3 separate regions of the Mus musculus genome follow, and regions 1 and 3 are each linked to region 2. The links are chromatin contacts, called in public HiCAR-type and HiChIP or PLAC-seq maps. All regions are on one chromosome and are shown on one strand. The core of a region is the stretch at or near the end of the contact, and the rest is flanking DNA. Distances in the headings are between cores, read along the strand shown.

The links. HiCAR-type assays count read pairs that join an accessible place to other places. HiChIP or PLAC-seq counts read pairs in DNA pulled down with a chosen protein or histone mark.
Region 1: a contact with region 2 is called in an H3K4me3 HiChIP or PLAC-seq map of bone marrow-derived macrophages, with 2.8 times the contacts expected there. The contact joins two enhancer-like sites. A contact is called at or near these places in 2 of 39 promoter capture datasets (the 3T3-L1 cell line and erythroid cells), 1 of 15 datasets of contacts at CTCF or cohesin (CD8 T cells), 30 of 484 Hi-C or Micro-C datasets (B cells, the BV-2 cell line, CD4 T cells and 20 more), 15 of 115 datasets of contacts at active chromatin or transcription factors (the 230-238 cell line, CD8 T cells, the SCID.adh cell line and 10 more) and 5 of 9 other capture datasets (adipose tissue, bone marrow-derived macrophages, liver and 2 more).
Region 3: a HiCAR-type map of Th17 cells shows a contact between it and region 2, with 5 times the contacts expected there. The contact joins two enhancer-like sites. A contact is called at or near these places in 3 of 484 Hi-C or Micro-C datasets (the BV-2 cell line, cortical neurons and macrophages) and 2 of 115 datasets of contacts at active chromatin or transcription factors (Th17 cells and microglia).

What each region holds. Positions count from the first base shown.
Region 1 is chr16:92,691,076-92,694,983 of GRCm38.p6, forward strand. All of the region lies in intron 3 of Runx1 (runt related transcription factor 1), which reads right to left. Among named protein-coding and RNA genes, the nearest start is that of Gm30281, 69 kb to the right of the region's middle. Within about 2 kb of position 1,251, at least 18 of the 459 cell types and tissues checked have an H3K27ac peak or open chromatin away from gene starts, as enhancers often do. A contact at or near this core is called in the HL-1 cell line, bone marrow-derived dendritic cells and bone marrow-derived macrophages, where this site is marked.
Region 2 is chr16:92,862,972-92,866,752 of GRCm38.p6, forward strand. No RefSeq gene overlaps it. Among named protein-coding and RNA genes, the nearest start is that of Runx1, 39 kb to the left of the region's middle. Within about 2 kb of position 1,445, at least 48 of the 459 cell types and tissues checked have an H3K27ac peak or open chromatin away from gene starts, as enhancers often do. A contact at or near this core is called in the BV-2 cell line, the HL-1 cell line, Th17 cells and 2 more, where this site is marked.
Region 3 is chr16:93,107,285-93,111,243 of GRCm38.p6, forward strand. No RefSeq gene overlaps it. Among named protein-coding and RNA genes, the nearest start is that of Gm30474, 23 kb to the right of the region's middle. Within about 2 kb of position 2,522, at least 58 of the 459 cell types and tissues checked have an H3K27ac peak or open chromatin away from gene starts, as enhancers often do. A contact at or near this core is called in the BV-2 cell line and Th17 cells, where this site is marked.

The sequences.
Region 1 (3,908 bases), core at 1-2,500, 170 kb before region 2:
AGGACACTCTGCTCTCTAGGACTGGGTATGTATCTTGCTATCTCTTTAATTTTTATCTGTTTTCACTCACTTGCTTTGTGAAACAAGGACCCTGCGGCCCCTTGCCTCTGCTTTTAACCCTTTCATGTCAACTGTTGGACGTGTTTTCTACAAAGGAGATTTTAAAAACGCTTATTCTCCAAGCAATATGTAATTAGATGTTTCTATCCCACCACAAATGTTTGATGCCTTTAATTAGGAGTGGTAATAAGACAACTCTTTTGTTTCAAAGAACATCATTGAAATAAATTCCCCTGCTCGGTTAATTGATCATTATTATCTTTTCTTTCTATTCCTACAAAATGTTACTCCTGTAAATTCTGTTTTCTGTCTATTTTTCCCCCCATCTCTCTCATCAATGTTTTCATTTCCCTCTGCACAGTTTGCTCACAAGGATGAGATACCCTCTGTGAAAATGCTTCACTTCCTTGCCTTCATCTCCCTGTGGAGACCTAGGCCTTTCCAGTTCATCTCAACACCCACTGGGCTCCGAGGGCACTGAATCGACATCCGGGCTTCCAGTCTGAATGCCTGACTGTTGGGGCCCATATCTCCTAAGAGGCCAAAATGAATAAATCCTGTTCCAGAGCGCCCAAAGGCACGCCAAGTCATGAATTCCCACTGTGCCCCACCGTGCCTCAGTTTACCATGGTTGTTCCAGGGATCCCTCATTACCAAGAGGTCAAACCCATGAGGCCCCCTCGTCTACAGCACAAGAGGACCATGGTGGCCAAGAAAAGCTTGTTGATGTTGGAATTCAAAAGTCTAAAAATTAGGAGTTTAAATTGCATCACCCCCATTTCTAAAGGAAGCAGGAAGGGGGCATCCAGTGGCTCGGTTACTACTTCTTGGGCTTTTTGATTTATCTCCAAAGAGTTTTGATGGAGAAGGGAAGGAGACAAAATTAAATCCAGGGACATTTAACTCTGTACTTAAAACAATGACAAGCACACCTAGGCTAGGTTACTAGCACTGTTGTTGTTTTATTTAAAGCTAAGATGTCTTCCAATTTGATATAGATTTTTGTCACTGAGAGATGATATAGAAATAATGAAAAGAAATCAAACTTCAAACAGAAATACAAAGCAGTGTCTGCAGTAAAAAGCTATAAACAATAGGTAAGGCAAGAGAAACATTTACATTTAGTACAGACCAAACAGACAAGAAGGGACTTGCTGGCCCAAGATAGCTCATATTTTGTTGAACTTCTCTGTTCTTCAAGTATCAGGAAGTTGGGCCAAATGTCAGCTGTCTTCTCTGCTCTGAGGACTTCCCAGCACTGTTCTTGGCTAGCCTATTCTTAGTTTGAAACTGGCATTTTCCAACAATTTTACAGGTTGAAATTAAAGCAACAACTTAGTTACTGCAAATTCTCTAATCTTCCAGAGTTTCAAAGAGGCTGTGGAATGGAACGTAGAATTTATCTGAGATGACATTTAACACATAGCTAGGGATCATGGTCTTCCGGCCAGAATTTTATTTATTTATTTATTTATTTATTTATTTATTGGAAAGCATATTCCATCAGCACCCATGGTCTTTGAACTTCCCTGATAAAGGTATGTTTATATTTTTGTGCTCTGGTGTACCAGGGGCTAAACAAATTCTTTTATTACAGTATTATAAAATCTACTGCAAGTCACCTAGACAACTTTGTAGACGGTATCTGCAAATATTGTGTAGTATGGAGCAGATTTCCCAGTTTCTCGGCAGTGAAATTAAGTGTTTCTTCTATGCTGAGATAAACAGTCTATAGGTGGAAAGAGGGGTGGAGGATGGGAGGACTAATTAGCATAATTTTAATCAATTTTCAAGGGACTTCATGATTGTAAGTCTCCTGATAATTCTGAAGATTAAAGCGGAGGACTTAACAAGATTCCGGAAGGTTCCGGGAGATGCTCTTCTACAAGTGATCTGAACAGGGCTTCACATCATCCGATTTTTATCTGGGGGTGGTGGCGGCAGCAGGGAATAGGATAAGTCCTGCAGGGTTAACCCCTAAAGAGATTCCGGAATCTTAATTCACATGTAAATGTAAAGACTGTTGGTAGAAACTGCTTCTGTGTGTTTGGTAGGAGCTGGCACACAGAGGGGCCAGGGCCCATAGAAAATACAGCAAGGAAGATGGTCTGTTTCCAAGTCCAGCTTCCTCTTAAACCCAGCCTTTAAATCTCCTTTCCCTCCGCAAATTCTATCTACTGACTGGTGAGCTCCTTGAAGCAGCCGTCCCTCTGTGGGACAGCATAGGTGGTGACAGATATTAATCCAGAGGTCTGATTTTTCAACTTCCCTGTCCACCGTGACCTTTGTCATGGCTCCTGGCTGTCACTCAGGGAAACACACTGAGGTCTTTCCAAAATCATTTGTAAAGGGGAATCTCTACGGCAGTGATTATTTTTGTTAAAAGGAAAAAATTATTTTTCGTGGCTTGTAAAGGCAATGTGTAAGGTCTTTAATTCTTTTGAAAAGAAAAATAAACATTTCCATGTGGTAGCTCAAGACGGGACCACGTCAACTCCTGAAGACCATTTTAAAAATCAGTTATTTAGTGTCTTGATAAACTGGGATTCCCTGGTAGACTAAGACGAAGAAGAACAACCACAACCACAACAATAACAACAACAACAACCACAGCAACAAAGCTCAGAAAAGACCCAATTTCTTCCCTCAAGGAAGCCACAGTCCCTTTAGCTAGGCTGGCAGGGAGATCTACCTTAACTGGCCCTTTCCTTGACTACAATAAGTTTGATTTCTCTCTGTTCTCTGAAAGTGACCTTAGGGCTGAGCCCAGATAGGTCCCTCTCAGGGTAAACAGAAGACAACACCAGCTAAATTTGTTTTTCTAAAGGAATTGGGACGGATTCCCCAATACTTGGAAGGGAAGGAAAACCCGAGTGCCTGGCTCCCCTTCAGACTCTCAACCCCACCTCTACCCCTTTAAAAAGTTGCTTTCACAACAGTGGTAAAGGTGGCAATTCTACAGACAGAGTCAGCAGCAAATTCTACTTCTATGATTTTTTTTTTTAATGTGGATGGTCTTTTTAGCATGAAAAGGGGAACCGGACAGCACTTGTCAAAAAGTGAGCGCTATTCATTGTAATTAGATCAAGATCCAGCTGAGGCCTGGAACTACGAAAAGCTTAAATTAAATTAATCTCCCTCCTAAATGAGACAATTATTCAGCTAAATTGAAAAAAAGAAAAAAGAAAAAGGAGAGCAGCTTCCCTTTTCAGCTCGGGTCCCGCCTTCTTAGCCTTTTAAAAACACAACTTGACAGAGTCTTTTTGCTCTCAGCTGTACCTTTTAAAACCCACCTCAGGAGAAGACCAAAGAAGAGAATCTAAATTCCTCCAGCTCCCTGCCAGAGTTGTAGGGTGGTTCTTTCTTTCTTCTTCTTCTTCTTATTCTTTTTTTTTTTAAACCGCCCGAGGTTGTTTATATATAGCTTCTGAAAGCCAAGTTTTAGACGCAACACAAAGCTAGGGCAAGATCAGGGTGAAAAGCGACCTGACCAACGTGAGCTGCCCACCTGAAGTTGCCGGGTCTACAAGGCCCCTTGCTCAAACAGAAAAGCTGCTGGATTGGACCTTTTTGGGTGTCGGTAGACACCTTGTCACCTTTCTTGCCTGGGGCTTAATTTAGGTGAGCCAGCGATAATATTCTGGAGGTTCCAGAAAAAGCAACAGGATTCAATACTTGCGGCTTCTGGCAGGAGCAGGCTACAGGCTCGGAAAAACTCCGGACTTTGGCAAACTTAACCAACTACTCCTTGCCGCGGACTTTGGACACGCTGAATCTTATAGCGCGATTTAAAAAAAAAAAAAAAAAAAAAAGGCGGCGGGGCGTGTGTGTGTGTGTGTGTGTGTGTG
Region 2 (3,781 bases), core at 195-2,694:
TTATTAGGGACATGAGAAACTCTTACAAGCATTATTCTTAATAGCCACAAATGTTAAGCAATAGAAAAATGGATACAATGCGTGATCATAGAATGGGATACCATGCAATAAAATAAGTGAATAAACGAGTTGTTGGTACACAGAGGAATGTCACAAGTTGAAAGTCGAGGCAACCTTATCTCATCATCTATATAAATTTTACCCAAATGCACACTTAGGCAATGCTGAGAGTGCAAACATGTTTATGTATAGGTATTGTAATAGTTACTTGACTTGTTTCTATGATAAAGTACTCTGACAAAAGCATTTAAAGGGGAAAGAGGTTATTTTGGCTCACAACTGGACTGGAGCACATCCATCTGGGCAGAAAAGTCATGTGACCTAGAACTAGAGGCAGCTGGTCACCTGCCATCCTCAATCAAGAAGCAGAGACCAGTGAATGTCATGCTCAGTTCATGTTCTCCTCTCTCTCTCTCTCTCTCTCTCTCTCTCTCTCTCTCTCTCTCTCTCTCTCTCTCTCTGTTATATATATATATATATATACATACATACATACATACTGGAACTTCAGCCTAGGGAATAGTGCCACCCATGGTAGGCAGGTCTTCTCACCTCAATTAAACTAATAAAGATAACACTTCACCCACCCTCCAAAGGCATATGCAGGAGACCCATCTCCCAGGTGATTTTATATTTCAGCTAGTTTACAATCAAAATTAAACACTGAAGGCAGCAAAGGAGAAATGGAGAGTTTTGGAAAGTGACAATGTTTCCTTTTCTTATTTGTGTGCTGCTTTATAAGTTTGGCCATCTTGTAATTAATCAAGTTTTACAAAATCTGCATCTATGTCTATTTTTATCTATATCATTTATATATCACTTCAATCAAAGTTCTCACCTAAAGACAATAAAATCCTATCAGGCAGTTTTAACGGATCTTGGCCAAAGGTTCAATTTTCATATTACTGCAGTAGATTCATTTTGCCCAACAGAAAATGGTCAGGTTGTAATTTTAATTTAATTTTCTGTGAGAAAAGTAATCACAGGTCAGAATAAACATGTAAAATAAAAACGCCTGTGACTCCTTGATGCTTTTAGTTTTACTTGGATTTCTGTTGCAAATACATATGGAAACAAAAGAAAAAGTTCTGTAGGTTGAATCAGTCCATTAAAGAGTTTTAATTTTTTCCTGAGTTTTGTTACCAAGTAAAATCATGAGGTCAGTTCTTTACAATAGAGTCATCTTCCCATGCCCAAAGCACACGGACACATTTCATTTTTGTTCCTCTTTATTTAAAATGAACAGTGGGAGTTCAATGACAACTCATCTTCTGTAATAACTTCGCAAAGCAGGCTGGGAAAGAATGACTCCACTTCCTTGTAATGATGAGAACACTGTGCTGTGTGGGGCTGCTACCATGGTGATGAGCCAACTGTACTGTGTGGTGCTGCTACCCTGGTTCTTGAGGATCACACATAGGGTGAGATCAGGAGCTAGGATGCAGAGGTGGGGACAGTGGCTGATGTGGGGTTTCCCCCTCATCTAAATGTTCTCTGGGTCTGGGGTGAGAAAATTCAGAGTCCTTGGTTTCTGCTCAGCACTGGCAAAGCTGTGAAGGTGAGCTGTGTGCTAGGGAAGGTTCAGCTGCTGAAGTGTGACCTGAATCCCATCCCTAGAATCTATACAAAAGCATAGAGCTTGGTGGCTTGCCCTTGTGAGCCCAACACTGAGAGTCAGGAAAAGGAGGATCCATGGGGCTAACTGGTAACGGGTCTGAGACGACTTCTCAGTGAGAGTGGATAACCTTGTCATGTCCAAGGCTGTCCTATGGCTGCCATGCATTTATACAGACTTACACACACACACACACACACACACACACACACACACACACACACACACACACACACTCACAGACACTCACATACTTTCTCACACACACAAACACACACATATGAACACTCATCAACACACACTCATACTCTCACACAGGCACATACACACACACAGTCACACACTCTTACACACAAACACACACATACAAACACTCACCAACATACACTCATACACACACACACACACACCCACACACACACACACACACACACACACACTACAAAGAAGGAATGTCATCATTAGACAACTCGGAATTGACCTGTTGAAGACCTAGAGAGAGACATGACTGGTACCCAATTTTCATGAATAGATCCTCAGGAAGTTGTAGAAGAATGAGCCCAGTCTGATGGCACAGACTTGAATTCCCAGCTCCCGAGAAAGCTGATTTAGGAGGATAGTGAGTTCAAGGTCAACCTAAGTAATTTGGGGAGAATTTATGTCAGAATAAAAAAATCCATAAGATCTTGGGGTTTGGTTCAGTAGTAGGGCTTTTGGATGGCATACTCAAGACCCTGGGTTCAACTCTAAATATTGTAAAAAATAAAAGTAGAAAAATGAGATATTCTGTTCTATATTTGTATTGACTTAAAAGGCAGAAAATGAAAAGTATGCAGAATAATATAGTGAAAACCTAGTTTCAATATGACAAATCTGTTTCTTAAAAGGTTCCACTGTTCCATAAAGCAGAACTTAAAATCTACCAACCCCTCTGAACTGCTTCCTGGTGTCCTTTGTCTGGAAAATCACTGGGAGGACTGCCTTGTGAGAGCGTAGAATATCCCGGAGTGCGGGAGGAGGAGGGGGAGCATGGGATCTGGAGGAGCATGGGGAAGTGGAGGAGCATGGGGAGGAGGAGGGAGAAAGACAGCATGGGAAGTGGAGGAGCATGTGAAGTGGAGGAACATGGGGAGGAGGAGGAAGAAAGAGAGCATGGGAAGTGGAGGAGCATGTGAAGTGGAGGAGCATAGGGGGAGGAGGAGGAAGAAAGAGAGCATGGGAAGTGGAGGAGCATGTGAAGTGGAGGAGCATAGGGGGAGGAGGGAGAAAGAGAGCATGGGAAGTGGAGGAGCATGGGGAAGTGGAGGAGCATGGGGAGGAGGAGAAAGAGGAGGAGGATGGAGAGCATAGGAAGTGGAGGAGCATGTGAAGTGGAGGAGCATAGGGGGAGGAGGGAGAAAGAGAGCACGGGAAGTGGAGGAGCATGGGGAGGAGGAGAAAGAGGAGGAGGGGCGAGAGTATGGGAAATGGAGGAGCATGGGGAGGAGGAGGAAGAGGAGGAGGAGGAGAGAGAGTATGGGAAATGGAGGAGCATGGGGAGGAGGAGGAAGAGGAGGAGGAGGAGAGAGAGTATGGGAACTGGAGGAGCATGGGGAAGTGGAGGAGCATGGGGAGGAGGAGGAAGAAAGACAGCATGGGAAGTGGAGGAGCATGTGAAGTGGAGGAGCATAGGGGGAGGAGGGAGAGGAGGAGGAGGGAGAGCATAGGAAATGGAGGAGCATGGGGAGGAGGAGGGAGAAAGAGAGTATGGGAAGTGGGGGAGCATGGGGAGGAGGAGAAAGAGGAGGAGGGGTGAGAGTATGGGAAATGGAGGAGCATGGGGAGGAGGAGAAAGAGGAGGAGGGGTGAGAGTATGGGAAATGGAGGAGCATGGGGAGGAGGAGGAAGAGGAGGAGGAGGAGAGAGAGTATGGGAAATGGAGGAGCATGAGGAGGAGGAGGGAGAGCATGGGGAGCATGGGAAAGATAAGAAGAAGAGATGGAGGAGGAGGAAGAACATGGGAAGTGGAGGAAGATGGGGGAGAAGGAAGAGGAGGAGGAAGAGACCAGCTCATTATCCAAACTCAGTGGCACCAAGAGAGACCAGAGACTCCATCCCCTTGGCGTT
Region 3 (3,959 bases), core at 1,272-3,771, 250 kb after region 2:
GCCACAGCTCATCTGGGTTGAGGCTGCCTGGTCAGTGCTTGGATATCTTTGAAACAGAATCACATTCTTCAGGAGGTGGCGACTGTAACACAATAAACAGCAGCTGTTCCCAGGGCTTGGAAATAATACCTCAACATTCGCATAGTGTTTGGTGCCAAGAGTTAGGTCCCGTTATGGTTAAGGCCAACATAGAACTTCTAGGCAAATAAATACATGAGTAACAATGTCCTGTTAGGACTGGAGGGATGACTCGGAGCTTTAGAGCAACTGTTGTTCTTTCAAAGGATGTGAGTCGCCTCCCAATACTTGCATTGGTCGGTTTATAACTGCCCATAACTCCACTGGCATCTGACGCCCTCTTCTGGCCACAAGGGCACCTGCACACACATGCAGCACACACAGACACATAAATTAAAAGTAAATATAAAGGACTGGAGACATGACTCAATGGTTTAAAGCATTAGCAGTTCTTCCAGAGAACTCCAGTTCAATTCCCAGCACCCACCATCTAGAACTTCGTTTTCATTTCAGGGGAGCTGAGCCCCCTCTTCTGGTCTCCCCAGACAATGTACACACATGGTGCATACACACACATTCACACAAAATATTGAAATTAAATGTACATTGCTCCCATCAATTTCTTTACAGTCTTAATTTGTACATATTACCCAGGAATCTCACACACATGGAATTTTCCATTCTTTCCAATCTTTCTAACGAGCACTCCATCTCAGCATAGTCCTAAAAGCTTTCTAAAGACCCTTTTAAAGTAAAAGGCCAGAGCCTGTCTTGTTTATAAGACACCAGGATTCCAAGCTTCCAGAAAGCCCATATAAGTAACCCCAGAAATAGGTAGTGCATTTAATAGAAATCTGAGCTCATCAATTTTACATGATCCTCACACACTGAGTGTGGAATGCTGATGAGGATTTGATGTTGACAGGAGATTCATTTGCAAACACAAGTGGCTGGAGAGATGATTAAATCGGTGAATAGTTTGTCAATATCTATTTCATGTTAGCTCTCACTATCAAGACCAGTAGCTGTGGCTTTGATGACAATAATAAATAATAATTAGGATATGGCGCTGTTCTGGTTGCAAGCATACAACACTTTTTGTTATGGACCTAAAAAGATGTATATTAAGTTATATGTGTACTCCCAACCCTGACAGGCCAGCCTTAACGAACGTTTGAGGGAGTCATGAAATCCATATTGTCTTATGGTCCTTGGTGTGCAGAGATGGCTTCTGTCTTCTAGGATAAAGAGTACAGAAAGCTCGTGTTGTGCACACCTAGGTGACAGGGACAAGATGGGGTAGCTTTAGATCAAATACAACTGCTGGATGTCTGGCTTATTCCTCAATGAGGACTGGCACCAAGCCTGGGAGACAGTGCAGGAAGTCAAGTGTCCGCCTTGACAGCGTGAGGACCCAAGTTCAAGGACCCACGCTTAAAAAGGTGTGTGTGGTGGTGCATGCTTGTAATGCCAGCTCTGGGGAGGCGGTGACAGTTGGGTCCCTGGGGTTTGATGACCAGTTAGGGTGAGATTCTATCTCACAAAACGAGGTGGATGTACCTGAGAAGTGACCACAACCTTCTTGTTGACAAGCGAGGAGGTGAATTGAAGTGAAAGCATCCGAGGGGGCATCCCTGACATCACAGGGCACCGCAGAACATGCTACGTTCTCAGAGAGTCGATTCTCAAGTTCATGGTGCTTGTGCCGCTCACTAATCTCAGGGACCTTCAGTAGGATGGAGGATATTTGAAAGCAGAAATTGGATCTTTTGGGGTTGTGGCCAAGCCCCAACTTCTCCAGTTCTGAGGCATTACAATGCTTGGTGCTTTCCTTAGGATGTCACAGATGCTATTCTGCGGTCTTAGCTACATAAAGAGATAGGGCTTAATTATTTAACATGTCACTCTCAACCATTAAAATAGTGACTAGGCTCTTGCCAGAACAGATTCTATAAAATATCAAAATAAAGTCAATCTTTAAAAAAAGGGGGGGGGAACTATTCAAAAAGTTTGAAAAACTTGTGAGGAACATCAATAGTTCTACCTGCAAGTTTACTCCATGTAAACATTTTTAAGAAGATTCGTGCAGTGTCTAGTGTAGCCCAAGCCGACCTCAGGCTTACTGTATATACCCAAGGCTGATCTCGAGCTCTTGGGCCCCCAGCCTTTACCTATGGGTAGGCTGTTGGGATTGCAGTATGTGCCACCGCTCTGCTGCTGAGGTTTGAACCAACGTCCTGTACATGCTAGCCACGCACTGTAGAGGTAGCTACTGGGCTACCCACCTACCCACCCTCTCTCTTGTTTTGTTATGACACGTACCTCACACACCAAGGGCGTGGAGAGCCAATGGCTTTCCCCATACAATCATACTAAAAGCAAGTGTGTTTTGTAAACGTTTTATGGAAATTTGGGAAAGTGAAAACAGGCTCTTAACAGTTCCCCGCTGTCCAACAAGCAATGTCAATACTGCCATGAACGCCAGTGGCTCAATCAGTGTGAGTCAACTCTACCTCCCTCTCGGTGACTCGTACTTTTGTTATTTTTAGCAGGAGACATGCAACGCTGTATGGTTGGCTCACGTATTGAAGACGCGATTCTCAACTGCTGGTGCTATTTTAGGAGGTTCTGGAAACTTTAGATGTTGGGGAGGGGTAGCTGGAGGAAGTATGTCACAGAAAACATGTCTCTGTCTGCCTGCCTGTCTGTCTGTCTGTCTATGTCTATGTCTGTCTGTCTGTGTCTCTGTCTCTGTCTATCTCTGTCTCTATCTCTGTGTGTGTGTGTGTGCCTCTGTCTGACGCTGTGTGAGTCTTTATCTGTCTGTGTCCATCTCTATCTCTGTCTGTGACCCTGTGTCTGTGTGTGTGTGTGCCTATGTATCTGTGTCTACCTGTGTGTGCATATGTGTGTGTGTGTGTGTTTATCTATCTATAACTGTCTCTCCTTTATCGGCTATGACATGGCTATGTCCCTATCATTAGCTCCCACCTCTATGAAGTTCCTCCTTCTGCACAGACCCAGAGCGCACTGGGCCAAGGACCACAGTCTGAAATCTCTGAAAGCATGAGCAAAGCCACATCTTTCCTACTTTATTTTTGTCATAGCATTGAAATTGTAAATTAAACATACAAACAAGTCCTGAGTGTCTCTTTGCTGTTGCTGCCCCTTGGTTTTTGGCAGGGTTTTGTTTCTTTCGTGTCAAGATGAGGCTTTGCCAAGTTGATGTGTGCTTTGCATCCACAGGAGGCCTCTGCAGAAGCTGGAATACATACAGGACACTTTAAACGGAAGGGATACGATGGGTCCTTCTTAGAATCAGGAGACTTTGGTGTCACCAGTCACAGGGAACAAAGGGCAGGCCTGCATGGCATCTCTCCAGTTCACCAGAGGAAGGGGTGGGGTAGACCAGGTGTGACATCTTTCTGGTTCAGCAGGATCTTTGTGTGAATGTAATCTGACAACCTGGAATTTTGAGAATCAAGGGAAAGACGAGCCAATAGCTGATCACTCACACGTGCTTCTGGGGTCTTTAGGGCTCCGTGAGTCAGTTGTGCAATGCAGATCTAGGACTTAGGAGCTAGCGCATGGCCTGCTCCTTTTCTCCATGCTGCAGAAGCACATACGCAGCTCTGGGTGGGCTAGGGCTACAAGGGAACCCAGGAAAGGAGGCCCCTCCTCCTCAGAGTTCTCTCAACCATAGGTTACATAATCCACCCATTCATTCATTCATTCATTAGTCATCCAGCCAACACTGGCTGGAGCACCTGTGTAGTGCAGCCTCTGTCTTTGTACTGCCCCCCTTGCCTTCGAGGGCTGTGAAGCAAGTGTGTAATACCCTCCACACAGCTGTGGGAAAGGACAACAGGCAGCTGACAGGGCTCCACACCTGAAGCCAGCTTCCCAGGCGCTTGCCCAATTTTTCTTTGCCTTGTTTTGGT